Linked DNA regions of Hordeum vulgare: region 2 is linked to region 1. Evidence: chromatin contacts called from public Hi-C data. All regions are on one chromosome and are shown on one strand. Each heading gives the region's core, a stretch centred on a gene start, on an enhancer-like site or on the middle of the called end of the contact. The rest is flanking DNA. Distances are from core to core; before and after follow the strand shown. Region 1 has its middle 32 kb from the start of LOC123442809. Region 2 has its middle 110 kb from the start of LOC123442811.

Region 1 (2,700 bases), core at 156-2,655:
TCCAAGGAGGCGGACATGCGCGTCATGAAGGCCGAGCAGACCAAGGTCTGAATCGACCTCGACACCGACTCGAACGAGGACTGAGCTCCTCTGGCTCCTCCGCCGCGTCGTCACCTCCCTCCCCCCTTACCTAGTAGTATGAAGAACTGATGTAGTTTCCTGATGAAGAATGGTGTAGTTTGATGAAGAACCATGATGTAGTTTCATGCATGTCTTTGCAAGTTTCATCCGCGAACATTTTTTTTTAAATTCTACAGTTTCATATACGGGGTCAGATCTTTAACGTACAAATTCGCCCCACAAAATTAATTTGCAACGGACTGTAAACGCATTTTATGGGTGGCTCATTTACCAGGTTTGCTAGAATGCTCTAACGTGAGAGTTGGCCTGAAGATCAAAGACGGTAGTAGTAGTACTAGTAAGCGGCGTGGGGTGGGGGTGGGGGAAAGAAAGCATGGATGGATGGATCAGCTCATGGGTCCTCGCGGCACAGAGGCGAGGTTGCACCGCACTGTGGGGAGGCACAGTCCCTTTGAATTCTGGTCACGAGGGGCGGAACCTGGGAAGGGTCGCGGTGCCACGGGCGTGCATGGAACCCGTACTTTGTCGACGGAATAGAGAATCCTGCACTGTGTCTCTCTGGCCCCATCGCCATGGGTGGGGTGGGGTGGGGCTGCCCAGCTGTTTTTTATCAGCGCTGCCTCGTTGCGTCAGCCTCCCGTCTTTCAAACCCTTGTCGATCACAGGATCAACGTCTGTTTTGCTATCTGGTGTGGCGCAAACAAGCAGGGATAATAGTTGCCAAATATAGAATCACTGGCCTGTGCCTGCAGAGTCCCACGTTGATTGTCGAGGCACATGCACCGTGTTTCCGCTGCGCTTTGATTATTGGGGCCGATCATCCCCGGCCGTGACATGATCATCTGACGCCAGTTTCATTATAATTATACGCATTACCCTTGGCTGCATCTGGCCCCCTGTGAGAGTGTGGAGCCGGAGAGCTGTTCCTGTCCATCAGTTTCTGTGTTGGCCTATCGCATGCAAGTCGAGATTGATTACGTGACCGGCATATCAAGGAGGATATATTTAAAGACCCCTTGTCCAGTTTAATCACTCGCAGGGAAACACAAGAATGTTGATTTTTGCGCTGCTTATAATAAACTGGCCCAACGCATCTTCATGCGTCCGTCCATATATATCCTTTTTCAGCAGGTTAAACTTGGACCAAATCCAAGAATATATTGATGATTTTTGTAAAAAATAATGCATGTGCTTCGATTGTAAGTTCCCCGCTGAAGTAGTGTATCTGGTTTGCTATAAAGCATAATCACCATAGCACAGTGTACAAACCCTTCATAGCCACCACAAGAGGATAAATTATTGCACCTTTCAGCGATCTGCTGGCAATACATTGGACTCGCAGCCATGTGATTGGTTGGCTTTGGGGCCGGGCGCTATGATAGGCTCATGTTATACTCGAGGGGATAAAATAAAGCGATAGCGAAAGGACACGACTTTGATAATAATTATTAAGATTGTTTGGCAGAATCTGCTAACGGGTACAGCCCCATGGCCATGGATATCATACTCAAGAAAAAGCGTAAGCAAAGCAAAGGTTTCCTGAGACATCCAATTGGTTCCTTCATGGAAACATCCAGGCAAAGACGTTTGTTTGCAGGCCGTGGCCGTGGCCGTGGCCGCGCGGCTGCATGCACTTGACAGCATATCTGATCACAAATATATAAAGGAAGGGAGATCCATCCATGGAGATAAGAGAATCCGCGTGAAAGCAATGGAAGGTTTTAACGGCACTGCTAGACGATCTGCCAAAGGCCTTTGGGTGGGTGGAAGGGGCGCACTAGCATGTCGATTTATTAGCGGCCATGGAACGAACAACGGGGGGATATTGATTCCGCCGGGGGCTCCTTTATCTCGCTCGTCCGTACAAGAGTTGTGTGCCTAGATGGAAGCTACCAACGTGCAAAAGTGACACCTAGCTAGCTCGCTGTTGTCTTTAGATTTGACATTCTCTATTCAATCTTTTATTTCTATATAGTTTTTTTATTCACCTTCCGGGGAACAGTTACAACCTTCCAAAATTACCATTTCTAACTGTATCCTGCAAGCTACTCGAGACATATTCTTAAAAGTCGTAGGCAGAGCAGTAGCAAATTGTGAACGAGTGACATCCATCATGGGGAAAGGCTAAATGCAATGGACATACAAAAGAGATGGTACTACTGCTAGCCTTTCTGCGGTTAGTTCCTTTTCTATTTTTGGAAACGCTGGTAAGTTCTTAGGACAGATTCCATCAAATAAAAAGTCAATACAATACTTTAAAAGGAAAAGAGGATTTAAGAATCAAATGCGGTGCTTTTGTGCTGGGGTCTTTCAGCAAGAATGAGAATCATTTTTAGTTATTAGTTTTATATTTGATCATTTGCATAGTGATAGAGCAGCACCAGATTTTCTTTGCTTTTCAAGTGTAAGAGGAGTTGATTAGACTGTACCTGCAGCCTGAAAGATGTAATGTAGCCACCAAGAAGATTGTGGGATCATATCCCAGAAAGCTCAGACTAACCTACAACAACCCTTTGAGATGCTGGTGGAAAGGGCTAACAATGACCGGCGACCCACACTGCATTGGAAACTGATGGAGGTATCTTCAACGAAGCTTAGGTGAGTACCCGCCATCAGGTT
Region 2 (2,700 bases), core at 40-2,539, 400 kb before region 1:
TGTGCCTCCACGAGAAGCAAATTCGTGCTTCTCGTGGAAGAAAAACCCCAGACTTTTTTCTCTTTCCGAGATGCACAACTTTGCCTCTCGTGAAAGAAAAAAAAATACTTTTTTCCTTTTTTTTGAGAGGACAAGTGTGCCTGTCGTGGAACCAATTTTTTGTGTTCATGAGATGCAACATTGTGCCTCCCGTGAAAAAATGGGATTTTTCGCTCAATTTTGTTTTATATTTTTTCCTATAAAATCTTGGTAAAATTGGGCGAAGACCAAAAGGCCAAAAACCCCGAAAACCATCTAAACCCCAAAAACGCATATAGAAACAATAATCCTAAGAAAGCATTTAGCAAGTGACGGGTGGCGGTAGCTGAGAGCACACTGTGTTCTCAACCTTCCAAAAGTGACCCTTCCAGGGCTCCCGCTAGGGGTATCGCTTAATTAGTTGCTCTTAACGAGACATAGCCGCTCCCCGGTTTTTTTTAAAACAATTGTAGTTTTATTCATACTCGTAACTATTACAGGTACACTAATTTGTATCTAAAATCCAGTCAAATACAAAGTAACTCCTATGACTAAGAATTACCATGAAATCTCTTAGAAACACCTTCTTTGCGGTATCAATCGTTGTTAGAAGAAATACTCCAAAGACTTCGATAAGGATGTTGTAATTGTACTGGAGCAACAACGTTGTCACTCTTTCGCACGGACGGACATTACCAATAAGGGTTTTTGAAAGCGTCTTCACTCGCCGATCCAAAAAGATGTGAAACCTTGATCGATGAACGTACTTGAGCCAGGGATGATCCCCTAGAAGAGTAGGTTGTCGGATCACAATATCTTCACCATGATATCGTTGAAAGGTTTTAACTCCACAAAGAATCAAACCAATAGAAAAAAAGTTTGACACACCAACATAAACTCACCAGATCCTTAAATCTCATGGCACCGTCAAAGAACGAGTGTAAATTTATTCGCACATAAAACTATGATCACTAGACGATAATAATAATCATAGAACTCTTGAAGATGCGAGGTTCCCTCACCTCTCAACACCAATGGCAGACTGAGGCGATGGAATCAAAAATTCCTGAGGATGGTTGCAGCTGCAGCTGCGGCTCCTAGACGAACCCTCGGTTGGTCGCTGGTGTATTGTGTAGGTCTTCTTTTTTGAGAAAATGGTGGGCTTTTTTTTTTGAGAACAGACAATGGTGTATTGGCCTTTTGCAAAGGGAGCGCTCTAACCTAAGGTCTGTAGCCCATCAGGCCCAATGCGCAGGCGCCTTATGTCAAGCAAGTGTCCTCAGACGGCCCAAAAGAACGAACACGAAAAGGAGGGCCCAGAAGAGAGTTGTGGGAGCCCGGTCTCAAATGTTTCTGAGCACAGCGTAAAGGAAGAAAAAAAAACCGAGTACATGAACGCAAAAGAAAACATGAAACCTTTTCCCTACCTCAAGTTGGAGTATACTCTCTCCGTTCCTAAATATAAGTCTTTTTGAAGGTTTCACTAGAGGACTACATACGAATATATATATAGACATACTTTAAAGTGTTGATTCACTCATTTTGCTCCGTATGTAGATCCTTAGTGAAATCTCTTAAAAGACTTATATTTAGAAACGGAGGGAGAATATGCAACATGCATGCATGTAATCTGAGTTGGTTCCGGTCCAAAGTTCATGCATTCACACGGACGCTAGTGGTAACATTGTAGGCTTGTACTCCTAGTAGGTATCCTTTCTCGAGAATTCGATCGATCGGAAACGACCTGAAAGCCCTTTGACACTTCACACTTGAGCAGGCATGCAGCTAGGTAGCGCGCTTTAGAGCTTTAGCCCACACTATTTGAAGCGAAGTGACAAGGCTTACTAAACCAGTAACCACCACACCACCAGTCAAAGAAACTGTTAGCAGCGCCTTTCCTGCCTGCCTTGCTATACGTACCGCAACGCGACAAGCCAAAGCCTTGCATGCTCTTGCTTCGTAGCCATACCAGACCTAGGTTTAGGCCGTACCCCTCCCTCTTTCAAGTATACTTTCCCGTTCTTTCACATTGGACGACGGGCGCATGCATGCGCGATTGTACGTATATCATGATGCATGCATGGCAGCTGGGCGTAAGAATCCGCGGTCAAACCGGCCGCAGCTAAACACGCGCCTTTTGGAACTGGGAGAAGGGCATGCAGGAGAGGCAGCTCTGAACAGAGGCTTGCTTGCTTGCTGTAGTAGGCTGGTGTCAAGGCATGAGGGGAACAGTGGTAATTTGGAGAGCGTCGCAAGGACATGCGGTGCGGTTGCTATGGCGGAGAGGCAACAGTGTGTCCGGCCGGTGGATGTGACGGCTACATATCCATGTGCATGTCCTAAAAGAAGAGAGCTACCATAGCTTAGCTTAGCTTAGCATGTACCCCCGGCATGTGCACTGTACGTGTAAGCCTACCCCGGTCGACTACCGGGCTACTGCGTACTACAGCTACCTGCGGCTAGGGCCTACTCCATCGACGACACGATCTATAGTAGCCCCTGTAGCTTCATTTCATCCATTGATGATCAGTCATCGGACCCAACAACAGGCAGAGTTAAGATGGGATATCTCTCCAGTTCAAACATATTTTTTTTATCTGAGCAATTTGAAAATTTACGTCCAATTTAATATCCTATGTGTTTCGTACAAAGGTGCCGTAAAAAATGTTATATGACTTCCTT

What was found. A called contact is a pair of places that touch in the nucleus more often than the background predicts.
Region 2: a contact with region 1 is called in a Hi-C map of seedling, with 4 times the contacts expected there. The contact joins two enhancer-like sites. A contact is called at or near these places in 3 of 6 Hi-C or Micro-C datasets (leaf and seedling).

Annotation. Positions count from the first base shown.
Region 1 is chr3H:33,575,291-33,577,990 of MorexV3_pseudomolecules_assembly, reverse strand. No RefSeq gene overlaps it. Among protein-coding and RNA genes, the nearest start is that of LOC123442809, 32 kb to the right of the region's middle. Within about 2 kb of position 1,405, at least 3 of the 3 cell types and tissues checked have open chromatin away from gene starts, as enhancers often do. A contact at or near this core is called in leaf and seedling, where this site is marked.
Region 2 is chr3H:33,971,415-33,974,114 of MorexV3_pseudomolecules_assembly, reverse strand. No RefSeq gene overlaps it. Among protein-coding and RNA genes, the nearest start is that of LOC123442811, 110 kb to the left of the region's middle. Within about 2 kb of position 1,289, at least 3 of the 3 cell types and tissues checked have open chromatin away from gene starts, as enhancers often do. A contact at or near this core is called in leaf and seedling, where this site is marked.